3 separate regions of the Oryctolagus cuniculus genome follow, and regions 2 and 3 are each linked to region 1. A link is a contact called in public Hi-C and Micro-C data. All regions are on one chromosome and are shown on one strand. Each heading gives the region's core, a stretch centred on a gene start, on an enhancer-like site or on the middle of the called end of the contact. The rest is flanking DNA. Distances are from core to core; before and after follow the strand shown. Region 1 holds the start of TLCD3B (TLC domain containing 3B). Region 2 holds the start of QPRT (quinolinate phosphoribosyltransferase). Region 3 has its middle 8.3 kb from the start of CD2BP2.

The links. Hi-C and Micro-C count contacts between places; a contact is called where the count stands out from the background.
Region 2: a Hi-C map of an unstated tissue shows a contact between it and region 1, with 5 times the contacts expected there. The contact joins the promoter of QPRT here to the promoter of TLCD3B in region 1. A contact is called at or near these places in 3 of 6 Hi-C or Micro-C datasets (ear pinna, psoas muscle and an unstated tissue).
Region 3: a Micro-C map of ear pinna shows a contact between it and region 1, with 2.2 times the contacts expected there. The contact joins the enhancer-like site here to the promoter of TLCD3B in region 1. A contact is called at or near these places in 2 of 6 Hi-C or Micro-C datasets (ear pinna and an unstated tissue).

The regions. Positions count from the first base shown.
Region 1 is chr19:7,421,806-7,426,530 of mOryCun1.1, forward strand. TLCD3B (TLC domain containing 3B) reads right to left here and starts at 1,724. Exons shown (of 6, transcript XM_051847583.2): 1 at 1,588-1,724; 2 at 1,203-1,331. The coding sequence starts at 1,327. LOC108176793 reads left to right here. Exons shown (of 9, transcript XM_070064893.1): 2 at 846-1,125; 3 at 1,244-1,345.
Region 2 is chr19:6,753,903-6,758,682 of mOryCun1.1, forward strand. It overlaps QPRT (quinolinate phosphoribosyltransferase), which reads left to right and starts at 2,634. Exons shown (of 4, transcript XM_002721741.5): 1 at 2,634-2,745. The coding sequence starts at 2,733.
Region 3 is chr19:6,713,693-6,718,454 of mOryCun1.1, forward strand. No RefSeq gene overlaps it. Among named protein-coding and RNA genes, the nearest start is that of CD2BP2, 8.3 kb to the left of the region's middle. Within about 2 kb of position 2,914, at least 6 of the 8 cell types and tissues checked have an H3K27ac peak or open chromatin away from gene starts, as enhancers often do. A contact at or near this core is called in ear pinna, where this site is marked.

The DNA.
Region 1 (4,725 bases), core at 474-2,973:
GCTGGTGGGCCACGGAAACCACCTGATGGGAGACACAGCAGCCCTGCCCAGTGTGGTCTATCTTTGCATGGTGCAGGTTCCAGGGCGGCAGAGACGGGTTTGCTTCCTGACTGCACGGGATTCTCCCCGGCGCCCTAGGAAGCCCTGTCTTCTCCCAGCGTCTCTTCTCCTCTGCTTCTCCCAGCTGCAGTTTGCTGTTAGCTCCTACTTCTGTTAGCTTTGTCAGAGGCCACTTCAAAAAGGCCGTGGATGGGGCTGGCTGTGGTGCAGCGGGTGAACCCCTGGCCTGCAGTGCCGGCATCGCATATGGGCGCTGGTTCAAGACCTGGCTGCTCCACTTCCGATCCAGCTCTCTGCTGTGGCCTGGGAAAGCAGTAGAAGATGGCCCAAGTGCTTGGGCCCCTGCACCCGCGTGGGAGACCCAGAAGAAGCTCCTGGCTCCTGGCTTTGGATTGGGCTCAAACCTGTGTCCATATAGGATGCTAGCACTGCAGCTGGTGGCTTTACCAGCAAGGCCACAGCACCGGCTCCAAGAGCATATATTTTTAAGATTTGTTTTACTTATTTCAAAGCAAAGTTACAGAGAAAGAGAGAGAGGAGAGAAAGAGATCTTCCATCTCCTGGTTTGCTTCTCAAACAGCCAGGGCTGGCCCAGGCCGAAGCCGATATCCCGGGCGAGTAGCAGGGATACTTGGGCCATCTTCCACTGCTTTCCCGGGGGCATTAAGCAGAGAGCTGGATGGAAGCAGAGCAGCCACAACTCACACCGGCGCCCAGATGGGATGCCTGCATCTCAGGCTGTGGTGCCGGCTCCTAAATTTTTTTTTTTTAACTCTCTTTTCCAGGAAGTTTTTGAAGTGCCCTCACAGGTCACAAATTTGCATCCTAAGGACCCAAGCCATCCCGCCAGTGTATTTGGTTTTTCCAGTATGGTGTTGCCAGTACTGTATTTCCTTGAATTCTAAATTATAGGTTAGTGATGCAAAACTGGGAGCTCCACGTAAAAGCCCAGCTTCTTTTAAGACAGAGTCAGAGGGATTAAATGATGCAAAAGATCCCACTGCTTGCCTCTGGCCTCCTGTGCCCACCCTCAGCTTCCACCGCCACCACTAACTCTTCTGGAAGGTAGGGCACCAGCTCCAGCGGTCCTGCCTCCCCCCTCCCCACCCCGGGGCAGGACATCTTGCCCCTCCTCGTCTTACTTGGATGCCACCAGCACAGCCTCTTGTCTCTCCATCTGCAGGCTGGTGAGGTTCTGCAGGCCCCAGCGCAGGACCGCAAAGCACAAGGGGAAAAAGGCACAGCCGGTCACGAAGAGCAAGGTCATGCCTCTGCAGTGGAGAAGGTAGAGGGCAGCCATGGAAACGGGCAGCGCAGCCCCTGCCAGACCCCCCCCCAGCCCAGCCCCCTTCCTGCCCAGCTCCACCCACCACCACTTCTCAAACCCCTTGTGGCCCTCCTTCTAGGACTAGCCCTCCTCAAGGGTGACTGGACTTTTCTTTCAGAGCCGATCTGATCATTTCGTTCGGTTTTCCTTAACTCTGCCTGCCCCACCCGTCTCCCCCCCTCCTCCCCGGGGGGCCTCACCTCTGGGGGCCCAGGTGGGAGGGTGGAGAGGGAGAGGGCGGTACTGCGGCTCCTCAGGCAGGGACGGGCTGTTCACACGGCCAAGACGCTTGGAAACTTAAAACAACATTTCTTTAAAAAAAAAAAAAAGAAAGAAAGAAAGAAAGAAAAGATAGAAAAAGGGATGCCCAAAGCAAGGCGTCTCCCATCAAAGAGGGAATTTTTATGAAAACACGTGGATTCATATCAATATGGTTTTTGTCTTGCGAAGCCTCCCCTCCCGCCCACTCCAGGGAGGAGAGGAGCAGGCCCTGTGCGGGAGGCAGGTGAGCAGCCGCGCCCCGCCATCCTGCATTCCTTAAGCGGCTCCCAAGGGACCTGCTGGGACCCAGGCAGGTGTCAAACTGCAAGAGCACGCGGCCGCGGCGGGGCGGAGGCAGTTGGAGGCGGCAGGCACTCCCATTGGTGGGCTGACGGAAATATGCCCTCCTCCCATTGGCCAACCTCTTGACACAGGCGCCCTATCGTTGGCTTCCCGCTGGAGGGGGTGGGTGGAGGGCGGGTTTTAGCGCCTTGCTGTAGAATTGGCCAATTAGAATTGGCCGTTGCCCTGATGGACAAGCTCCGTTTCAGGGGCGGAGCTGGAAGAAGAGGGAAAGGTTCCGGGGTGTCGGGGCTTCAGATTCCTCAGGTAATCAAAGGAACGCACCGTGTGGCTGCGTTTACTTGAAACTCAAGGAAAAAACCAATCAGAACGGCATTTAACAGTCGGGGGAGGGGCCCCCGTGTGCGTTGCACTGATCTCCGCTGTGCAGGGACCTGGCTGTGTGTGCCTGTGAACTTAATCTTTGTGGCTTGTGTGGTGTTTTTGTTTTTTATTGTCTTTCTGGTGCCCCGGAAGCTGCAGCGTGAATGTTCCGCAGCAAAGCTGTTCCATTCTGGCTGATGGTGGGGGAGGCCCGTGGGAATCTCAGTTTCTTGCCTTGAGGGTGGCAGTGACACCGATGCCGGCTCGTCGCATGGCGCGCGTGTAGCAAGGCCAGCCCCCGACCTCAGTGCTTAAAAACACTTCCTCAGAGCTGCCTCGTGGTTAGCGGCTGCAATTGTGCCTTCTTTACGGGGGGGGGGGGGGGGGACAGAGGCGGGGGCGGTTGGGGGCCTTGTCCAAGACGCGAACAAGGGGTAGGACTTTTCAAAATTACTTTTTCGTGTTTCACTGGTCTCTGTGATGTTAGGCAAATGTATCAAGTGTATAGGCTTATTCTCCTAAAGGAATTGAAAGGTTTTTCTAAAAGATGGGGTTATTTGAAAGGCAGAGTGACAGAGGGAGACTCACACCGAGAGGGAGAGAGAGAGAGGGAGAGAGAGAGAGACATACTCCCATCTGCTGGTTCCCTCCCTAACTGCCTACAATGGCTGAGACTGGGTCAGGCCAAAACCAGGGCCCGGAATGGGTGACAGAGACCCAAGTACTTGAGCCATCGCTGCTGCCTCCCAGGGAGCCCGTTAGCAGGCAGCCGGAGTCGGGATCCCAGCTGGGACTCGAGCCCAGGCTCGCTGATAATGGGATCCGGGCGTCTTACGCAGCGTCTCACCCACCAGGCCAGGTGCTGCCCTGGAAAGACACGTGGACGGGCTGTAGAGACAGCCCAGCTCCGGGCTGGGCTGGAAGCCGGGCAGCCTGTCCCCCTCTCTGTCCCGGGAAGGCACCGGAAAGGTGGGGGCCAGCACCCGCTGGCCCTGAGGGGTGGCTCTGTGCTTACCCTGGATGTAGAGTGAGGAAGGGCAGAAAGCTCCGGGGCCGTGAGCTGGTAGCGGTCAAGTCCAAGTTGCATTGGAATCGGCACCCTCTCCTACATTTTGCTCTCATCATCGGTTTCTTCTTGTTTCAAGCAAGACAGTCCGAGGCTGCCCAGGCTCGCCTGAGAGATACAAGGGCGACAGCAGAAAGCATTGGCTTTCAGGCCCCCCCCCCCCAGGGACCCACAAGAGAAACCTTTCAAGTCCTGACTCAGTCCCCGCACACACGCAAACGTTCCCGCAATCCTGAGTGTGCCACATTTCCCAGATTCTTCTCCCCCAAACGCTGGCCACAACCCACGACGTCAATTTTGTAACGACCCAACGGAGAAAAACTTGGGCTTTGAATAATGCTTCTCAACCTTTTAAAAAAGTGCTGTTCCCCGCAAGAGCCCTTTTTAGACTCCTTTTCCCCCTAATTGCTACCCAGCATAAAATTTTAATAACACAGATTTGCTGGGTGTCTATTTATGTCTCTCTGTGCTTTTATATATTGAAGAGTAACTTGGATTTTGGGTTCCCAAGAAGCCAGTTTTGTCCTCTTGGGGGCGATATTACCCCAGCTGAGAATACAGGAGCGCTGTCTCACCCACTCTCCCAGTCACCCTGGGACAATACAGCAAGCCGGCATCCAAACCGGTGGTATCAGTCCCATTTTGTAGAAGGACAGAGAGGTGACATGAGGGTGCTTCACAAAATTGCATGACAAAGTGGAATTGAAAGATAAGGTTTCTTTTGTTAAAGTAGGATTTTTAAAACATGTTTGTTTATTTTATTTGAAAGGCAGAGTTACAGAGAGAGAGGGCGAGACAGAGAGAGAGCTCTTCCATCGGTTGGTTCACTCCCCAAATGGCTGCATTGGCCAGAGCTGGGCCAGTCCAAAGCCAGGAGCCAGGAGCTTCTTCTGGGTCTCCCATGTGGGTGCGGGGGCCCAAGCCATCTTCCTCTGCTTTCCCAGGCGCATCAGCAGGGAGCTGGATCAGAAGTGGAGCAGCCAGGACACAAAGAACCAGCGCTTTGTTACCCAAAATACTGAAATCCATGCGCTGTTATTTTTTCCATAATATTCACTTCCATCACCTGTTTGAAGTGCCCGTGTGTTAGTGATCAAATTGCCATGGCTGGTAGTCAGAGGAAGAATCCAGGAACTCCCCCCGGATCCTGGCGCAGCTGCTTCTCTCTCCTCCATATGGAAAAGGGTGGAACTACTCCAAAGGAAACTGCCCGTGTGGGTTCTGGGTTTGCTGCTTGCTTGCCTGTTTTTCCCCCTATGTGACTTGCTATCAGCAGTTTCACATCATTACTAGATGCCGGGCGCCAGTCGGAGCCCTGTACACACAGGAGCCCACGTCAGCCTCA
Region 2 (4,780 bases), core at 1,384-3,883, 670 kb before region 1:
GAGGGCAGACCAGGCCTGGGGAGGAAGGATGGGCGAACTTGGCCTCAGGCAGCCCTGGCGGTGGGGTGGGGGATGGGGACAGCAAAGCAGAACCCATTCCTTAGCTCAGACCCTGGGTGCCAGGAGGCAATTGCACGAGGCTGGTTAACAAGGCAACCAGAAGGTTCTACACGTTCTACAAGGCCCAAGGTGGTAACAGAAGCAGAGCCAAACAGAAGTGGAGGGGGATTTAGGCTGAAGCGTCTACCCAGCCGGTGACTGCCCCGTTTGGGGAAGGCCACGGGGTGCGGGAAAGCCGGGGCGTTTCTGAGTCTGCGTGTTCCCAGTGACGATCTGCCTGCGGGTGCCTGTGTGCCCCATCCCCCCAGGGCTGGTGGCACCAGGACAGCCTGGCAGCACCGTGGCCGGGATCCCAGTTCAGGGGAGCTACCTGCTCAGCCTTGCACTGCCATTTGCCCAGCCTGGAGCCAGTCCACCCCCAGCTGGCCCGGCCGCCCTCAGGATTCGGCTTAAATGTCACTGCCTTTCTGGCATCCCCCCACCCCCACCCGGCCCGCCGCCGCCACCCTCACCCTAGCAACACTCAGCGTGTGACAACAGCATGAATCATTGGGCTGCAGCTATGTGAGGTGTCGCGCGCTGTTAGAGCGTGAACACCTCCGAGGCCATGTGTCACACGCCGCCTTTGCAGCTCCGGGGGCCAGCGCCCAGCCCTGGTGGAGGGATGCATGAATTAATGAATGGACAGACCATGACTTAAAAAAAAAAAATTGGAACGATTGATTTGAAAGGCAGAGTGACAGAGAGAGCGCTTCTATCTTCAACTCTAAAGATGACCACAATAGCCAGTTCTGGACCAGGCTGAAGCCAGGAGCCTGGAGCTCCATCCGGGTCTCCCACGTGAGTGACAGGAGTCCAAGCACTTGGGCCATCATCTACTGCCTTCCTAGTAGCATTAGCAGGGAGCTGGATCCAAGAGGCTGGTATTTTTTTTTTTTTTAAGATTTATTTATTTATTTATTCAAAGGGCAGAGTTACAGAAGCAGAGAGAGAGAGAGAGAGAGAGAGAGGTCTTCTGTCCACTGGTTCACTCCCCAGTTGGCTGCAATGGCCAGAGCTGCGCCGATCCGAAGCCAGGAGCCAGGAGCTTCTTCCAGGTCTCCCATGTGGGTACAGGGGCCCAAGGACTTGGGCCATCTTCCACTGCTTTCCCAGGCCATAGCAGAGAGCTGGATCGAAAGTGGAACAGCCGGGACTCGAACCAGCGCCCATAAAGGATCCCAGCACTGTAGGCAGCAGCTTTACCTGCTCTGCCAACGGCCGCCGCCCCCAGAGGCTGGTATCCTGAGATGAAAGTAGAAGTTGTAAAAAATCAAGATGGAGTCGCTTGTGACAACCCTACCACAGTTGAATACACGATGCTGGGAGGGGATGAGGGAAGGGTTCCCACGCTCCCTTGCCTGACAGAGCTGTCGCCAGACTCAGCCCAAAGCAGAGCCACACCCAGAGGCTGCAGCAGCCTCACACAGGAAGGACTTTGACAAGGACTCCACCCAGCAATGCCTGCTCAGCCTTGGACGAATGTCTCCCCGCTGTCAATCACTGTGGCCAGAGATGACTGTTTCAGAATATCTGATGTGAGCTCCTCGTTGTGCCTTTAGAAACTTCCTCTTGGGGCCAGTGCTGTGCCATAGCAGGTAAAGCCGCTGCCTAGTGCTGGCATCCCATATGGGCGCCGGTTCGAGTCCCGGCTGATCCACTTCCAATCCAGCTCCCTGCTAATATACCTGGGAAAGCAGCAGAAGATGGTCCAAGTCCTTGGGTCCCTTCACCCATGTGGGAGACCTGGAGGAAGCTCCTGGCTCCTGGCTTTGGATTGGCCCAGATCCGGTCATGTGGCCATCTGGGGAGTGAACCAGCGGATGGAAGATGGAAGACACCTCTCTCTCTCTCTCTGCATCTCTGTAACTCTGCCTTTCAAATAAATAAATAAATCTTAAAAAAAAAAAAAAACAAAACCACCTTCCTCGCATCTCTACCTCTAGGCAGAGTTTACTGTTCAACTATTTCCAAATAAATGTCTTATTTTTTGGAGAATTTCTCTGATTATTTTGTATTGTTTTTATATTTTCTATCTAAGAAAACTAAGGTTCAGGAAAAGGTTAAACAGTGAGAGGCCGGGTGGTGGTGCAGCAGGTAAAGCCACCACCTGCACTGTGGGCATCCCGGCTGCTCCACTTCCCATCCAGCTCCCTGCTAATGCTCCTGGGAAAGCAGCGGAAGATGGCCCAAGTGCCTGGGCCCCTGCACCCACGTGGGAGACCCGGATGGAGTTTCAGGCTCCTGGTTTCAGCCTGGCCCAGCTCTGATTGTTGCAGTCAGTTGGGGAATAAATTAACAGATGGATCTCCCCCTGCCCCAACTCTTCCTTTCAAAAAAAAAAAAAAAAAAATCTTAAAAAAAAAGTGTGAGATCAAGGAGCCCCAGGCCCACGGTTTTCCCAACCACAGGGGAACCCTGTGGTACATTCACAGCCTGGCCGGGCCAGGAGTCAGGGGAGGCAGGGAGGGCCCCAGGGTCCGGAGGGAGGACAGGAGGGAGGTCCAGGGGACCTGGGAGGGCTGATCCCGCAGGCTGGGCCAGCCCCTTCCTCTGACAGCCCCACCCTCAGCCTGTGACCTGGGGACAGTGGATCCCAGCGGCGGACACACCAGCCCGCGGCCCGAGTCGCCATGGACGCAGAAGGTAAAGGGATACCTACCTGCTCCCCTGCGTGCCCATCCCCCGTCCTGCCTGTCTCTTCCCCAGCCCCTTCCCCCTGCGCCACAAGACCCCCTGTCTCCTGGGCTCCGCATCTGCTCCCCGGAACCCCCCCCCCCGCCCCCAGGCCTCGTGACCCTCCCCTCTCCTCCACCGGGAGAAGAGGGACCCTGGAGAACTCTGGGGAGGAGAGGGGCTTGTGCCCCAGGAGAGGACTTGCGCGGCCCAGGGGCTGGGGGGCTGGGGACTGCCACGCTGGACACAGGGGCCACTCTGGACTTTGTCCCTCGCCGGCAGTGCAGAGGATGAGAGAGGCAAAGTTCCCGTGCCTTCGGTGGCCGAGTGGGGGCGGAGCTGGCGTCCCGGGACTCCCGGGCCTGGACGGGAGGCTGCAAGCAAGGACAGGGACCAGGCTCCCTCCGCGGGACTTGGACAGCTCCCTGCCGGCTCAGAGCCTCGTTTTCTTGCGTCGGTCCACTGCCAAGCCCCTGAGTTTCCACCTTCTCTCGCCAGCCTCCTCCCTCCACTCCCTGTTTGGGCTCCTCTGGTGGCGCCGCCATGGACCCCGTGCTCTGGTGTGTGTGTGGGGGTCCCATGCCGGTTCACACCCCGGCACCTTCCAGTCTGCGTGGTGCCTTTGTATTTGGAAAGAACTCTGGCCTGGGTCTGCCTCCCCACTGCTGCTCTGAATGGAGCAGACGAATGCCTTAGCGGGGTGGGGGCGGGGGGTTCTGAGCGGATTCCTGGAGGGTCTGGGGTCTTTAGTGAAGAGTCCCGGATGTGCTTTGGAGGAGTTCATGAGCCCCCAACTTTGAATGTGAAATTGTGCGTGGTGTGAGAGCATAATTTTCAGCAGAGCAGGATTATTATTGTTGTTGTTTATTTGAGAGGCAGAGACACAGATCTTCCACTCACCAGTTCAAGTCCGGGCGCATTAGCAGGGAGCTGGATCGGAAGTGGAGTAGCCGGGATTTGAACCAGCGCCCATATGGGATGCCAGCTGCAGAGAGCTTAACCTATGCCACAGCGCCATCTCCCACCCCTATTTTAAAGATTTATTTACTTACTTGAAAGGCAGAGTTACAGAGAGAGAGAGAGAGAGAGAGAGAGAGAGAAAGAGGTCTTCCATCCTCTGGTCACTCCCCAAATGGCTGCAGTGGCCCGGGCTGGGCTGTGGCTGGAACCAGGGTCCTGGAATTCAACCCAGGTCTCCACGTGTGTGGCAGGGACCCAGCTACTTCAGCCACCGCCACTGCCTCCTTGCCTGCATTAGCAGAAAGCTGGAACCAAGAGTCAGAACCAGGAATTGAACCCAGGCACTCCGGGATGCAGGTGTCCTAACCATTAGGCTAAACGTCCACTTCCCAGATTCTTTTAAGAGCAAATGGAAGGGGCCAGCGCTGTGGCGTAGTGGGCTAAGCCTCCTCCTGCAGCGCCGGCATCCCCTATGGGAGCAAGTTCGTGTGCTGGCTGCTCCTTTTCCCATCCAGCTCCCTGCTGTGGCCTGAGAAAGCAGTGGAGGATGGCCCAAGTCCTTGGGCCCTACACCCATGTGGGAGACCTGGAAGAAGCTCCTGGCTCCTGGCTTCGGATTGGCCCAGCTCCAGCTGTTGCAGCCATCTGGGGAGTGAACCAGTGGGTGGAAGACCTCTCTCTGTGTCTCTACCTCTCTCTGTAATACTGCCTTAAATAAATAAATAAACCTTTTAAAATAAAAGAGGAGTAAATGAACTATTTCAAGAGTCGAGGGAGGAGAGCAGCTGCTGTGGCGCCGCGCGTTAAACTGCGTTTGGAGCACCCGCGCCCCACATCCGAGGACAGTTCCAGTCTCCACTCTTCTGCTCCGGACCCGGGTCTCTGCGCATGCGCATGCGCCTGGGCGTCCGCGATGATGTCCCACGTGCTTGGGTGCCTGCCACTCACCTGGGAGGCTCAGAGCTCTTGGCTCCTGGCTTCAGCCTGGCCCAGCCCTGGCTGTTGCAGCCATTTGGGGAGTGAACCAGCAGATAGGAAATCAATC
Region 3 (4,762 bases), core at 1,664-4,163, 710 kb before region 1:
CCCCCCCCCGAATCCTTTTATTTAAGGAATACAAACTTCATGCATTTCATAAATACAACTTTAGGAACATAGTGATTCTTCCCACCCTGCCCCCCCTGCCACCCTTCCTCTCCCTCTCCTATTCCCATTCTTATTTTTTTACTAAGTAAGATCTATTGTCAATCAACTTTATACACATAAGATTAACTGTATATTAAGAATTCAACAAAAAGTTTGGAAAAAAAAAAACACCTGTTCCTCAACAGTCGGACAAGGGCTGTTCAAAGTCGCTGCATCGCAGAGTGTTAATTTCACTTCTGTAGATTACCTATTAGGCGCTCTATTGGTTATCACAGGTCAGGGAGAACAGGTGGTGCTTGTCTTGGTGCTGGCTTATTCCACTAGTATGATGTTTTCTAGTTGCATCCATTTTGTTGCAAATGACAGGATTTCAATTTTTTTTACTGCTTTGTAGCATTCCATGGTGTACATATCCCATAATTTTTTTTCTGCATATCCTATAATTTCTTTATCCAGTCTTCAGTTGATGGACATTTGGGTTGATTCCATATCTTCGCTATTGTGAATGGAGCTGCATGAGCTAGATATTGAACCCAGGTGCTCTGATATGCTGGAAACAGAGGCCAAACCCCTGCCCCAACATGGCTGTTTTGTAACAGCTTTCCTTAGCTAGAATCCACCCACTGCGAGTGCACACCTCCTGGGTTTCAGTATGGGCACAGTGTTGTGCAACCATCACCAACATCTAATTATAGATTTTTTTTTTCCTTTTTCATCCTAAAAGAAACCTGACCCCTTGGTAACCCCTTCCCATTCTCCCCACAGCACCTCACCCTCTAGCCCTGGCAGCCACTCAGTGACTTCGTGTCCCTGGAGTTGCCTGCCTGGGCCTTTCCGATGAACAGAATCCTGCTCCAGGTGGCCCTTTGTGTCTGGCTGTAGCAGGTTAAGCCAGTGTTTGCAGTGCCGGCATCCCATTTAGGCGCCAGTGCGAGTCCCGGCTGCTCCACTTCCAACCCAGCTCCCTGCTAATGCGCCTGGGAAAAGCAGTGGAAGACGGCCCAGGTGTTTGAGCCCCTGAACCCACATGGGGGACTTGGAATAAGCTCCTGACGTGGCTTCAGTCTGGTTGTTAAGGCCATTTGGGGAGTGAACCAGTAGGTGGAAGACATCTCTCTCTCTCTCTCCCCTGCTCCTTCTCTCTCTATAACTGCCTTTCAAAAACATTAATTTAAAAATAGTTTTATCTATTTGAAAGGCAGAGAGACAGAGTTTCCATTTGCTGGTTCTCTCCCCCAAATAACCACAACAGCTGGGCCAGGCCAGAGCCAGGACCCCAGAATTCAATCTGGGTCTCCCATGTAGGGGGCAGGGACCCCCTCAAGTCCTTGAGCCGTCACCCGCTGCCCCCCAGGGTGCGCATTAGCAGGGAGCTGGGATCAGGAGCCCAGCAGGGGCTCAAACCCAGGCAAGTGGGGTCTTAGCTGCTGTGCCCCGTGCCCACCCCCGGAGGTTACTGTTAGCCAAACTCTCCGCTTTATTTGGATCTTAGTATTTCCCACTCGCCCGCCCGCCCAGTACCCTGTTCTGTTCCAGGTCCCTTCTAGGAGGCCATATCACGTTCCTTATCGTGTCCCTTAGCTCCCTCTGGCCTGGCAGGTTTGCTGGCCCTGATGGTTTGCAGAGTGCTGTTCAGGAACTTTCTAGAAAATTCCTAAAAGTTGATCTCGCCTGATCTTTCCTCATGATTATGTTAGGCAGGAAGTTAGGTATGAGCTTATGTGTGTGTGACAAAGGCCTCCGGAGAAGACTTCTGCGTCAAGCATATGCATCTACATCTCAAAGTTATCCCGATAATGCTTCAGGGGCAGCCCGGTGTTCGCATCCTGCCCTGCCCCCTTCTACCTGATAACCTGCCAGGCGGAGATCCCTGCCCCTTCTGCCTGACAAATCTTCCACAATCTCCCAGATGCAGCCCAGTATCTGCATTTCAAACACCCTGCTCCAGATCCCCATTCTCTAGGGGGTCCTGCTCACCCTTCCTCTGAACCCAGGATGGCACCAGCTAGGCTTCCTCCTTCCTGATACCTTCAAGGAAAAACTCAGATAGGAGCTTCTTAGTATTTACAGCCATAAAATCCTTTGTTTCAGGAGAAAATGTGTAAAGACAGAGACCCATCTCCTTAAAAACCCCCGGCCTCAACCAGACTGCACGCTCAGCCCTCTGCCTCTCTGCTGAGCCGCCCGCCTGGCCTGGTCAGGTGTCATCTCTCCTCTCAACATGTAACCTCACTCCCCCCCACCCCCCCAGTCTCTCAGGATCTGTCTGGAGGGGTGCCCATCCATCCTTACGGATGTCCCTTCCCTAATAAACCTTGCTATTTTACCTCCCACTACTCTCTGTCTCACGCCTGAATTCTTTCTTGTGCGAAGACAAGAACCCTGCAATTTCTCCGGTAACAATTACATTTGGGTTTCAGGGGCTTTGGGGGGGAAGACCACCAAGGTGTAGGCCCTCACTCTCACTTAAAACCCTCCATGAGGGGCCGGTGCTGTGGCGTAGCGGGTAAAGCTGCTGCCTGTGACCCTGGCATCCCCATAAGGGCACTGGTTCGAGTCCTGGCTGCTCCCCTTCCCATCCAGCTCCCTGCTGAAGGCCTGGGAAAGCAGCAGTGGGTGGCGCAAGGGCTTGTGTCCCTGCCAGTCACGTGGGAGACCTGGAAGCAGCTGCTGGCTTCAGCCTGGCCTGGCTCTGGCCACTGGGGCCAACTGGGGAGTGAACCAGCAGGTGCAAGATGTCGCTCTCCGACCCTCCCTCTCTATAATAAAGAACTCTTAAAAAAAAAGTTTCAGTGGTTCCCCATTGCCCCACGGTAAAGGTCAAAGGCTCGAAGCTGGGGGGCCACTGCTCCTTCCCCTTTCCTACTCTCCACCCCCACCCTCCAGCTCTGGCCTGGCCCAAGCGCCTTTCTTCCCTGTGTGTCTGGCAAAGACCAATTACTGATCTGTGTGATTCAGCCTCAGCCCTCCTCTTCCTCCCAGCTTCCCAGCCCAGCCGCTGCTTCCCTCACAGTGCCTAGGGCACAGGTGTCTCCCCGGTCTGACTCCCACAGCCGGCCCGGGACAGCGGAGTGAGTGACTGTGGGAGTGAGTCAGCTCCTTCCCGGCCCCGGGGGGTCAGGGGACAGCCCCTGGGTGAGGCAGCCCGAAAGTTGGGGGCTGTGTCCCGGCTAGCGCGGCCCCGCGTGGGTGGGTGTCTGGACCTGTGACTCTCTCCTCCGGGGACAAGGCTGAGTCATGGGCAAATTACAGGAAGGACTCAAGGGCAAAGCTGCAGGGCACAGCGCTGCCTTCGGGACACCTGGCCCCGGGAAACCCAGCCCCTTGCCCTCGGCCAGCGGGAGTCTGAGCTCAACGGATGGCGCCAGGGGCTCAGGCTGGCCTTGGGAGGAGCCCAGCAGAGGGGGCGGGGTCCTGGGATGCCACGCCCCTCTGCCTATGTCGGGGGCCCAGCTGCGCAGACTCAGAACGCCCCCGCCGGCCGGCTGACCCCGCCCCTTCTCCACCGCCTTGCGCAGTCGCAGTCCGCGCCCGCCTAGACCTGCCTGGATAGCTGGCTGGATAGCTGGCTGGAGACCCGGCAGCGCTGGCCTTTGACGGGGATTCCTCTCAGACGCTGATCGCAAGGCTGAGAGTTTGCGCTCCCTGCTCTGGCGAGTCCGTCGCCTCGGCCGAAGCCCCTATGGGGGCGCTCCTCACACCCCAGGTCCCCGGGAGCCTCTTCCGAGTTGGGGTCAGGACCCCAGTCCCCTTCCACCTCTCCCCCACTGCACAGCAGGTGGCTGGCTGGGGGTCGCAGCCGCCTTGCCCCTCCCCCCTGGAGCCCTGTCCAGTCCAGCCTACCCTTTAGGTGAGACCCGGGCTGCCCGTGGCCGATGCGGGCCGTGTCCTGATGCCATCAGACCCGGCTCCCGCTGGCCGGGGGTCTGCAGGCTCCGGCCGCCACCTCCCGCCTCTGCCCTGCAGCCCTGCCGGCGTCACCGCTTCCCCTCCATCTGATCCCACCCAGGCTTCCCTGTGGAGGGCAGAGGAGGGCCTCTGGGAGATTCCAGGGTTTCCCTCAATATTTCTACTTACACATTGTCCCCATTTTGCTGATAGAGAAAACAATCCCGGAGCAGGTGAATCGGCCCACCCCGTGTCGCACACCTGAAAGTGGGGAAACCAGAATTGAAACCCAGTCAGGACTGTTGGGGACATACCTGCTCCTGGTTTTGTTTTGCCTGTTACGAGACTTTCCTGAATTTCTGACCCCGGTCCTTTGTCACGTACTTGTCTTGCAAACATTCCCTTGAAGTCCATGGCTTGTCTCTCTCTTTTTAAAGATTTATTTATTATTTATTTGAAACGCAGTGTTAGAGAGAGAGAGAGAGAGAGAGAGGTCTTCCATATGCTGGTTCACCCCCTACATGGCCGCAGTGGCTGTAGCTATACCGATCTGAAGCCAGAAGCCAGGAGCTTCCTCCGGGTCTCCCACGCGGGTGCAGAGGCCCAAGTACTTGGGCCATCTTCTACTGCTTCTCCAGGCCATAGCAGAGAGTGGGATCGCAAGTGGAGCAGCCGGGACTCGAACCGGCGTCCATATGGGATGCCGACGCTGCAGGTGGTGGCTTTACCTGTTACGCCACAGCGCTGGCCCCCTAAGTGATGTCTTAACCACTGCACCAGACACCCACCCTGGAAATAACTTATTTGCCAAACA